Regions from separate parts of the Siniperca chuatsi genome. Here region 1 is linked to region 2. A link is a contact called in public Hi-C data. All regions are on one chromosome and are shown on one strand. Each heading gives the region's core, a stretch centred on a gene start, on an enhancer-like site or on the middle of the called end of the contact. The rest is flanking DNA. Distances are from core to core; before and after follow the strand shown.

What was found. A called contact is a pair of places that touch in the nucleus more often than the background predicts.
Region 1: a Hi-C map of liver shows a contact between it and region 2, with 2.5 times the contacts expected there. The contact joins the promoter of si:ch73-141c7.1 here to the enhancer-like site in region 2. A contact is called at or near these places in 3 of 3 Hi-C or Micro-C datasets (liver, skeletal muscle and an unstated tissue).

What each region holds. Positions count from the first base shown.
Region 1 is chrLG21:7,446,991-7,453,167 of ASM2008510v1, forward strand. It overlaps si:ch73-141c7.1 (coenzyme Q-binding protein COQ10 homolog, mitochondrial), which reads left to right and starts at 2,892. Exons shown (of 5, transcript XM_044180146.1): 1 at 2,892-3,112; 2 at 3,840-3,992; 3 at 4,466-4,658; 4 at 5,482-5,583. The coding sequence starts at 3,009. hsd17b1 (estradiol 17-beta-dehydrogenase 1) reads left to right here. Exons shown (of 8, transcript XM_044180367.1): 8 at 1-695. The coding sequence ends at 21.
Region 2 is chrLG21:7,397,193-7,402,930 of ASM2008510v1, forward strand. It overlaps atp6v0a1a (V-type proton ATPase 116 kDa subunit a), which reads left to right. Exons shown (of 21, transcript XM_044180363.1): 21 at 772-1,962. The coding sequence ends at 865. Among protein-coding and RNA genes, the nearest start is that of atp6v0a1a, 20 kb to the left of the region's middle. Within about 2 kb of position 3,964, the one cell type or tissue checked has an H3K27ac peak away from gene starts, as active enhancers do. A contact at or near this core is called in liver, where this site is marked.

The DNA of each region.
Region 1 (6,177 bases), core at 1,642-4,141, 49 kb after region 2:
TTCTCAGCTGAGGAACAATAATTTTGCACATCCCTTGTTTTCAACCAGGCCACTGGTGCAGACTTGCTCTTATTTACTTTAGGCGCAGAAGTTAATAATTAGCTCTTTCATTTTTGATTTCTGGAGTAAAGTTGATGCACTCTGACTCAGTGTGTTGCTCTGTGGTTGAAAGGGCAGTAAGGTCAGCGTATCGTGAGTAGAGTTCACAGGAGGGAGTGACTTCACGTTTCTATTTTTGTATGTCACTTATCAAAAGTTATATTCCTTTTCACAATATAAAGATATGAATATAAAAATAGACCATTGTCTGGTTAGTGGAGAAATATTTGGGATTATGTTTTAAGTGATACAATAGCTATTGCATTCCTCTTGTTTGATAGTGTTCTTACCACACCGGTTGGCATGTTTTCACTGGGCTAGGTGTGCTTGTGGACAGGTTTTTACCACATTTTTTACAACAGGATTTTCTTATGTAATTTTTGATTGGCTATTTTAAGCGAACAGGAACAACCTTGTTCTGTCCTTGTTCCAAAGCATGAAATGAAAAAAAAATCTGGCTCCCAGGAATTTCTCCACTGGCAGCAAAACAAAAATATTCATGAATTTTACATGTTGTATTTCTTTTCTAGTGTCTGCTGAACTGCTTGCCTTAAAATGCCCCTTGGGGGATAAATGAATAAAGTCTTTGAACTGAACTGAAATGCAGATTGCAGATTGTATTGTACAGTTGTACCTTAATTACTTTGTCTCTAGCGATAGGAAACAATAGTGAATATTTCATTATAGAGGTTAAGTGTCACAAGAAATACGCTATAAGGAACACAAGGAATAATACTCAAATTCTGCATTTTTCCCTGTAAATATGTATTCATGTTAATGTCAGAAATTATATGAAACTAATTTAAATCAGGAGATACAGTATTTTGTTAAAGTGGAACAAGCACTTTTATTAAAAAAAGAAGAAAAGAGGAAAAATACTGTTCACCTAGAAGTGGATTGTCTCTCTGTCCTCTGGTCCTCTGTACATATTGCCACAAGGAATACACAAAGAGTTGGCGTCATATATTCTGTGGTAGTTCACCTTTGACATGTGGCTTTTTAATTCTTGAAGTCTAACAGGAATCTTCATGAGTCTATCTGAGAAGTTTACATATGTTAGACAAGTGATCAAGTGATCTTATATATTTTGTACTTACTTGACACACAGTTCTGATTGGTTGGTTCAGTGAAAGCCTGAAAACACATATTCAGTGACGTCTTCACAAACCAGTGGCATCAATACAGTGACTTCGTGACACCAGTGTAGTGCAGTTTGGAGAATTTGGTGAATGTCCTGAGACAACAAATTGCATAAACAGACAAAAAAATTGTTATAGTTATTACCGTAATTCAAAATAACAGAAGGAAGAAATTACCTCTAGTACCCATAAAAGTATCAATAGAAATCTAAAACAGGACAATTAAAAAAGATGAAAAGTTGAGAAGAGTCTTTCTGAATTGTTGTTAGTAAATTATAAGGCCTCAGTTGGGCTTTTGAATCACTGAACTGTATAAAGTTCAGGGATCAAAGACTGAATGAGGGCCAGCTGGAACAGCTGTGTAGTTTTTGGATCAGGCTGGGGCTGGTGAGCCCATGAGTATGTTCTCTTATAACCTGAGACAGGTTAGCTTGTCTGTACATCTACTAGTTTCGTTTCGGGCCTATCTTTGATAGGATTGACTGAGGTAGTTAAATCCCTCCATTATCAAGTGCCCTAATTCCAATCTGAAGATCCTAAAATGGATCCTGCACTACCAGTTCTGGCTGTGTTACCGCACAGCCACCTAATACTCCACTTAGAGTTGTCAGCCTTTCAGAGCGTGTAGTATTGTGCAGATCAGTATAATGAGAATTAGGTAAAGGTTGTTGTAAAATGTATTAAAATTACATTTAGTTTTCCTACTGTCATAATTTAAACCTTTTAATTTAGTCTATGTATTAGAATGCTGCTGTTTGGTGATAAATTTATTACTGCTCTGCTTTAAACATTACAAGAGTTGAATGTAGATGATGACCTTTATTCCTGTGTAGCGCCAAAGTCCAGGTGTGTCATGAGCACAACATGTGTTTGCTTCACTTGTTCACTAGCTCAAACACACAGTATCATTTTTCGTTGGTTTGCTCCTAGAAACCTCTCAGAATCATGGGAACTCAGCTGTCAAACATTTTCAGTGATTCAATCACAAATGATTCATAAGCTTGGCTTACAATAAGGCAACACATCTGTATTTCCTTATCATTTATTTTTGGGTGTCAAGAGCAAAAATGTCAATCTCAGTTCTGTGCAGTGAGTCATGGCTTCACAATTAATTTTTTTTAAATGTAAACCTCAGACTCCCATTTGATAAAGGGTTTTGTCTAAAGGAACTCCATGTGTCTGTCTCTGAGTAAAGATTGATGAGATTAGCTCTGACTAGTATAGTCATTATGCATCCAATAATAACAAAAATCATAAAAACAAGTTACAAAATGGTTTACAAAAAGACATAAAACCAGAACATTCTAACAATGTATGGGTCTTTTTCTCACTATCTGTAGTTATACATCTGGTGCTGTGATTCACAAACGTTGTCATGTTTTTAAGACTCTTAAATATCCATATGTCCAAGAAATTTTCACACAAAAAAATCAACTGTAAACTCTAATTTGACAGTTTCGTCCTTCAGTAAAACCTGTAAGTCCTCTGAATCTCTTTAATTGGTTATTTTGTTAATTTAGGAATATTACCTAACCTATCACCTTCACGAATCACCTATGAGGGCTCAAGCTCAACTTTTAAACTTTATCAACCCTTCTCTTTGATAGGCCAGAGCCAATCTCCCGTTACGTCACTGCTGTCCTTATTGGGCATGTGGAGCGGCTAATCAGTCAGAACAAAGCCGGGCTGCTGCTGCTGCTGCTGCGGTTAAAGTAGCCTACCGACGTCGCTCCTAAGAACCTGTATTAGCTTTTACACTTAAACTGCACCATGACCAAGAAAACGACTCCTCTCCTCTTTAAGGCGCTGCTGGAGCTGGCTGAAGCCCATTCTTCTAAAGTTGTGCGAGGAAACACTAAAAGAGCGAATGTCAGGTGAGTGTTAATGGCACTTTCCCTCAGAGGTGCATCCAGGTAGGCGCAGCAATGTGTAGTTCAACTGAGTTCGTTTAGATTAAATTTGATCAGTCCCACGGTTATTTAAATGTGGCTATTGGTGTAAAATGGATGTTCCTTAAGATTTCCGGAGATCTTTTATTATGAATGGATTGCATATTCAATTTTCAGTATTTTAGAGGTGTGTGAGCGAAGCAGCACTTACCCGTCACGGGACTTTGTCTTCTCTCCCTCTTGTGGTACTTGTTTTATTAAATAAACTGCCAGCAGGTTTCCTCAGTGAGAAATAATGTGGTGTGAACGTCAGTATCATCATCATCAGCAGCAGGGAAATATTAATCCAGTTAGTTTGAGTTCATTCAACAATTTACAGCATAAACGCTGTGAGTAAACTCCGTTATTCTGAAGATCACCCAGACTAAATGCACACGAAAATGCAAATTGATCCATCAGATGGCACGGGACCCCTCACTGAGTAAACCTGGGATGTCCTTTGTATATTTTTCCCACAAATTTTTTATTTATATATATATATATATATATATATATATATATATATATATATATATATATATATATATATATATATATATATATATATATATATATATATATATATATATATATATATATATATATATATATATATATATATATATATATATATATATATATATATATAATATATAATATTTCCTTCCCTCAGACACTTGGGCTCCTGTGGGGCCCTGGCAGCGAGAAGGGCCAGCCTGCCTCTCTCCTCCGCCATCCCCATCAGCACACCCAGCCGCAGCTTCATCAACCTGGTTGCTCCCATCAGCACCCGCAGGATGGAGTACACTGAGTGCCGGACATTAGGGTGAGGGGCCTGATATAATATTGAGTATCTTGAAATGGCTTATTGAAAAATGTAAACCTCAAACACCTGACCTAAACTTCATACATGAAGAGGTTAGGAATAGAGCTGAAACAATTAGTCAATGAATCGATTAGTTGACAATCAGAAAATTAATCTGCAACTATTTGATGAAAAAATGGTTTGGAGTTACATTTCAAGCAAAGATGTCACCTTGGGCATTTTTCACCATTTTCTGACAATGTATATGACAAAATGATTAATCAAGAAAATAATCTGCAGATAAATCCATACTGAAAATACTTGCTAGGAAAAAAGTACTGAAAATACAACTTAATAAAAAATTAAACTAGTACAGTAGTACACTTAAAACTGAGCATTAAATGATAAACAACTTCAAGAATCACAAATCTGTACTAAAATGGCGATATCCTCTCATTGGATGTGCCTCTGTCTTCATGTGACTGTGTGCTCAGGTATACTCCAGAGCAGATGTACAATGTAGTGGCAAGCGTGGACCAGTACCAGCACTTTGTCCCCTGGTGCAAGAAGTCTCGGGTCATGAAGGGACGAAATGGTGACGTCCGGGCAGACCTTGAAATAGGTTTCCCCCCCATCGTGGAGCGCTACACCTCTGAGGTCACCATCATCCCAAACCACCAAGTCAGGGTAAGTTCTTTTCCTGGTAGCTCCAGAAAACAACCATTACTAAAACCTACTTAGTTTCTCAGACGAGGCATTAAAGCCCTCTTGTACTTGTTGAAAAACCTCCATTTAAGTATTTCAGTTTTAATAAAACAACTCAAATTTAAATAGTTTTTTCTGGTCCAAAGTCTTGCAACACAAACAAGTGTTGTCGGCAACTGTTTTGACTTATGTTTAATACTTCACACTGCAAATTACTGCAGTCAAAGACGAGGCTTAGGTGGAGCTGGGGCGGGACGAGCAAGTGGATGAGTCGTAAGATCACCACCAAGACACACATTCGAAATTTCTATTCATGTTTAAGAGCAAATGTCTTGACTGTGTTTCAAGAGAGAAGTTGAAGCATTTCCTTACTGACATCAGTACAGTGGAAGTTTTTTCTTAGAACCAGCATGAGCAGGTATTAGAGGAACTGCAGTTTTCTTTCACATCATCACACAGCTGTAGTGACTTCCTGTTGGCTCCCCACACAACATCCTATTTCACGTCAAAAATATCCTGTTTGTATAGACATACTGTACCATGAGTATTAAGGTTCTTTTTATGGCTTAGCGTAACGCTCTTTGTACTTTTTTTTTTTTTTTTTTTTTTTTTTTTACTTTAGTCATTATTTGTGCATCACGCACAATATTGTAGACTGTCAATTTGCACCAGCAGACGACTTGATTCTCAGTTCTGTGCTCCTCCCAGATAATAAAGATTACAACAGATTTGTCTGGGCTTTGACCCAGAATATGCTCATTGCCTTCAGTCAATGATAAATAAAGGGTCATTTCTTTTGAAACAGGCCGTGTGTACTGATGGATCCCTCTTCAGCCATCTTGAAACAATATGGAGGTTTGCCCCTGGAACCAAAGACCAACCAGCCTCCTGCAAAGTGGATTTCTATGTAAGTGTATAAAATCAGATGAATATCTGACCCTGAGAGCCAAGAGGAAATAAAGTTTTTTGCAGCATCCACAGTAATTTGACATATGGAGAGATGGGAAAATCTAGATTTCTGCAATGAAAATAGAATTATGTAAACAATGAAAGGAATAAAACAGCAGTGACAGTGAATCCATGAAATTAACAAACTCACTGATCGCAAAATAATAATTTGCCCATGGGACTTGAGAGGCCAGACTGAATGCTTTAGGAGAGTCTTTGTTCCTGTACCATAGTGAATGGATTACTGACTGAATGGAACTGTTGAGTAAAATCTCATTATGCTCTAAATTTAGTCTTGAGTAGGGTGCTGGTGTCCCTGGAGGCCTGAAATAGCTGTCAGGGCAGGGAGCAGGAGCTTCTGACAGGAGTTTCACCTTAATGTTGGCTCAGATTACCTCAGGGTCAGGCAGGAAGTGGATGGAACATCTTAAATAAGGGAGACTGATTATCAATAAACATTTAAAGGAAATAAAGTCTGACAAAATTAACCAAAGGACTGACAGAGATGTGAGTCTATATTCAGATTCTTGCAAGAAATCAATGAAACTCACAG
Region 2 (5,738 bases), core at 2,714-5,213:
TTTAATTATCCTTTACACAGGAATGCTGGGTGACTCAGCTTTCACTAAATGGCCTTCTGGGATAACCAGGTGCAGTTTTGTATGCAGGGAAGCTAATATAAAACGCCAATCATAATATTTGATTTGTAGCGATTGCATCAGGGCATCATGTGACTATTGAATGTCACATTTAAAGTCTGTTTGCCAAAGTAGAGGTGCAAAAACTTAGCTGGCCTTTCCAACTGGTGCTCGTTTGTCTCTAGAGACGTTCTTGAAGTTGATGAGATACCCTGGAGACCTTAACCATTAAACACTAATATACTGTCTTACAGTATATGCAGAGAAATGACAGCATCTGTTAGCTAAAAAGTACTAAGATCATGTTTTTTTTTTGTTTTTTTTTTGTAATTTCAAAAGAATACAAGTATATCTAAGGGAAAAACAAATATGGCCTGTGAATTTTGGGGATGATAAGACAGATAAGACTTCTAGATATCTTCTAAATATCTTTATATCCTTTTGGGATTTATTTTTAACACTGATGGGCAAAGAGCACCACAAAGTGCAGGGTATAGTAATATTTTTAAAACCACTATCTCCCTCCACTTCTACTTTCCTACACCACGCAGACTATGGAATGGCAGGTATTCGTGACTCCTCAGTTAAAAGGTCATGCAGCCGTCACTTAGCATTCACCTTTTAAAAATAGAGCCTGATCATTTTCCAGAAGGGAAGAGGCTTAGGTGTCTGGCCCAGGACCGGGTTTTGATTGGCTCTTTATTTTCTTTACAGGGTGGAGTTCCAAAACAAGTTTTATACAGGCCAGGGCTTCAAGTTCCTCCCCTTCACCTTCGAAAGCATCCTGGATGGGAGGTTTGAGGACTGACAACTCCTTCTCCTCTTCTTCTATTAATGTCCCTTATCTCTTGAGAATCTGTGTGGTGTTGAATAGTGATGTTTGTGTGATGCAGTTTCCGACATCCCGGGTGTTACATCATCTACATGAGTGACACTCCACAAGATTATCTGTCAGACTGCCATTTGTTTTAAACTTCTCATCACTTTTTAGAATCAGTATCTAAATCTGCAACATCTACTCAGGAATTACTATTCACTCATTGATTCATTCAATCCTGAGAAAAATAGCATTATCTGTTATGTGTCTTGTCTTAGTGAAGTCATTTTGTTTTACCTGTTTTTTTTTTGTTTTTTTTTAGTTTAATATTATTTATGCAAATCTTTGCTTTTGTAAAACCTGCATTTTTTTTCTGTCACAGTGTTGCACTACCAATCATAAATGAGGTCTGTGATGTGCATGTCTTGACTGATTATGTTGATAGATGAGTAAAGAGTAAAGTAACAGAAGTGTTTCCTACTTTCCTGTCTGTCTTCTCCACATTGTTCTATCAGGTTGTCCCTTTCTCTCTGTATTGGCATTGTTCTTCAGCAGCAATCAACATCATGTGCACAGAGCATATCATCGGTTTGATTTCAAAAACACACACACCCACTTTGCACATGCAGATGCCTCTATTACACTGCATACTGACCTCACACACAGAGCAATAAAGGTCCAAAGGGAATACAATTGAACTTACACCAGGATGTCAGTCGGTGCTTTTAAGATTTAGATGAACTGCCTGTTTAACCTTCGGTTGTGCTCTAACATTGCCATAAATGCCCTTTGTGTTTAGTGATCTCTTCTCCATCGATCTAGAGTACACAGAGAGAATGAAGGGTAATCAATAGGTGGATGCTCTGTAACAGTCCAACAAGCTATAATGATTCAACAGTGTCATTCCTGCTGATTTTTGTTCCTTATGCTGACTGCAATTGTATGTTAAAAGTTTAAAATATTATTGTCACACTTAGAAGGGAGTAAGAACGGCATACAGCTGACATGTTCAAATAGAATTAATTCCTCAGAAATCATTTACCACCCACATAAAGTGTGCATCTGTCAATAAAGTGGAAAGAGCTGGATAAAGTTGTGGTTTTGTTTTCTCTTATGTACTTTTTTTTTGCTTAATCTGCAGCAGTGGTGAAAGAAGTATTCAAAGCCTTTACTTAAGTAAAAGTAGTAATACCACACTATAAAAGTACTCTGAATGCAGGATTTAGTTGAAACAATCTTATTTAGGTATAAGTACAGAAGTATTATCAACAAAATGTACTTACAATATCAAAAGTAAACGAAGAACTCTTTACACAGAAAATGGCTTCTTTGACTGTGTTTTCCTATCTATATATTATATATACTATAAAAGATGTTTTTTGATTGAAATTTAAATCAACTCTTGTTTAAAAATGCTATAAATATTTGTCTGTAGCTTGAAATAATGTCCAAAAAGAATAAAGCAGATTGCTACATAATTGTAGCATAACATAACTTTACTGCATTTAAAAAAAAAAAAAGAAGATAAACTAAGTATTCAAGGACTGAAATGATTCGATAAGCAGTTTTTGTGCACTGAATGATGCATCATATTTTCATATGTTTTGTACTGCATGTAAAATCTTAATCTGTAAAAATAACTAGTAACTTCAGGTGTTAAATAAATGTAGTGGAGTAACAAGTACAATATTTCCCTCTGAAATATAGTATAGTGGAGTAGAGGTAACAAGTACCTCAATAGTATACTTAAGTACAGTACTTGAGTAAATGCAATCAATTACTTTTCATCACTGATCTGCCACAAACAAAATAAAAAATGACCCCAAATAAATAATTAAAAAAACAGTTAAACAAACACCTCACAAACAAAGTCCAGCAGAGTAGGGTTTGAGTGTGTTATCACTCCTCTTGGTGGTGCTGTTGAATAGGCTGTGCAGTTGCAGCGGTCCATGAGACATGAGTGTTGTGTTTCTTGTCCCCTGTATGTTAGAAGTTGTCATAAAAGCACCTACAGTTGTCTATGAATTATTTGGAATACCTGCTCTGCTGCTGAACTTTGTGCCTGAAATAGCATACTGGCCATTTATCTGGCAAACTAAAAGGAAATTACCCATAAGGGCACTTACTGCATTGTAAATAAATGTACATATTGGATATTTTTTTAACATGTCTCTTATCATTGTGTAATCGACTGGGTTCGCTCAGTCTTGCCGTCTACAGGCAATTATGTTATAATGAGTCCAAACAAAAGTATCAACTTGTGTCTCCACCCATTTTGAAAGAGTTTGCTTGACTTTCTCAGTCTTGTCAAAAGCAGCAGAAAGCATTGAGCTGTACACAATATTATGTTTTCACAGTTCAGTAGTGGTGGAAGAAGTACTCAGATCTTGTACTTAAAAGTAGCAATACCACAGTGTAGAAATACTCTGTTTCAAGTAAAAGACATCCATTAAATTTTACTTAAGCAAAAGTACAGACGTATTGGCATCAAAATATACTTCAGACTAAGTAAACATTGTCATTATACAGAATGGCCCATTTCAGAATAATGTATATTATTAATGTGTACATCACTTTAATGTTGAAGCTGGTAAAGGTGGACCTAATTTTTATTACTTTATATTCTGCAGGGTAGCTGTGAATTTCCCCAGGGATCAATTATTCTTATCTTTACCTATAATATTACATTTGAATAATTTTGAATGAATAACCTGAATCTACAAAGTGACTTAAGTAATCAAATAAATGTAGTGGAGTAAAAGTACAATATTTGCCTCTGAAATGTAGTAGAGTATAAGTATAAAGTAGCAGAAAATGTAGAAAAGTACAGTACTTTAGAGGTGTCACAGCCAACATTAGGTGTAAAACAGTGTCTCATCCTACTGGCACCTTGGGAGGCCTCACTGTAAAAACCTTCAGCCACTCTGGGATGAGGAACATCATGTTCTCTAGCCTGCGTATTTTTTCGAGGGGGGTGGCTACTATTAGCCACAACAGCCCAAAGTAATAATAGAGCTCTTTATTTATCTTACAATTTTTTTGGACAAGCTCATTTAATTTGATATTTCCCAGCGTGTCATGTCTAACCAGGGGTGAGAGCAAGCTTGCATAAGAGTCCCAGAAATCCTGCTGTGTTTACACTTCCAGGGACTTTTACTCAAAGTTTCAAAGTATAAACCCCAATGAGACTGAGCTTATTAGTTTGCTCCTTTATCTAAGGCAAACAGTAAGTGCACTTTAGTTTGGCAGAAAACTGTCTCTAGGAATGCTGTGTTTCTGGTAAGGTTATAGTTTTCTTTGGGATAACAGAGATGCTTTTGCAGCTGTTCTAGTGCTGCAGGCCTTTGTGTCCTTTTGAGCCAGGCACTGAAAAACAGGGGTTTGGGATGTTGTATTACTAAGTTAGAAACGGCTACACCAATGGTAACTAATGATCCAGAAATATCCCTGTAATGTTTTTTTCTGTACAAAAATACTGCAAAGAACAATCCATGCCTTAGTGTATGTGAAATAACAATACTGTTTGTATATTACTGTGACTGTCCAGAGTCTCAAACTGTAGTATGTTTCATGAATCTGCGTGAAATCTGGATTTGCTGTATTCTTGATGGCATGACTCAAACATCTTACACATCTCTGCGGGATGATGGACTCATGAGATTCTTTCCTGTCTAAGGTCTGTACGCTCCGCAGCTATGGAATAATACTTATGTTCTCTTTTCTTCTTTTTCACCCACACATATTTTCATACCCAGTGACTTCCAGACAAACAAATTATAACATCTGAAGAGCAGCTCACATCTCATGCCACTGTACTGTTGTTATGGAAGAAATCATATTGTGCCTTTTATACAATATTGCAATATCTTTGACACAAATTAATTATTAAATTAAATTATTTTTCAAGCACAGGCTTAGAAATTTCTGTCCAGTGACTTTATAAATAATTAGAAACCTCACCTGAAAGTATTCACAAGAATATTAAAAAGTTGTTCAAATAAGGGCCCACTTTTCCTATGCTAGCCAAATTTAAAATGCATTGCCACTATTAACCCTGGACTGTTTTTACACGCACACACTCTCAAAAAGAGACTAAGCGTCTACAGCCATACTAGCAGTGCTAGTGCTAACATGCTAATGTTTAACAGGTATAATATTCTCCATCTTTTAGCATGTTAGAATGCTAACCTTTGCTAATTAGCACTAAACACACAGTATAGTCCAGGAAGATGGGAATGTCATTAGTTTTGTAACTATTGATAAAACAAAGTATTTGACAAATTTTAAATGTTGACCTGATGATGGCGCTAAAGGAAAAGTCAGGGGATCACCAATGTCATTAGGTCCTCTGGGGACCATGAATGTCTGCACCAAATTTCATGGCAATCCATCCAATAGTTTTCAAGATATTTTAGTCTGCATCAAAGCGACCGATCACCTGACAGACCAACATCCCTCTTGACATTCATCTGCAACACAGTAGAAATGAAGCCTGTCATGTTGTCAAGACAGTCTGCCACTGGCTGTCACATCAGGAATTATTGTGGCTGACAGACAGAGAAGGTAAACTTGTTCATGCAGACATGACTGACAAGCAGGTCCATTCGGCTAATAGAAGGCCCAGGTGAGTCTGGGAGAGCAGAAGCTGCTCTTTTCTCAAAGGGCTTGTACCTCTTCCACACCACTGGGATTTTATTGCCAGGTCTCCAGATAACATTGTTCTTCAAACAGTTTTCCACGACCTGTCTGACCTACAGCTATTGTTTCCAGGCTCTTTTTTCACACACCGATTTGGCCGATTACATCAGGAAGCTTCAGACAATATGAAAATTTGACAGCAATGACAATGTTGAACACACATGCA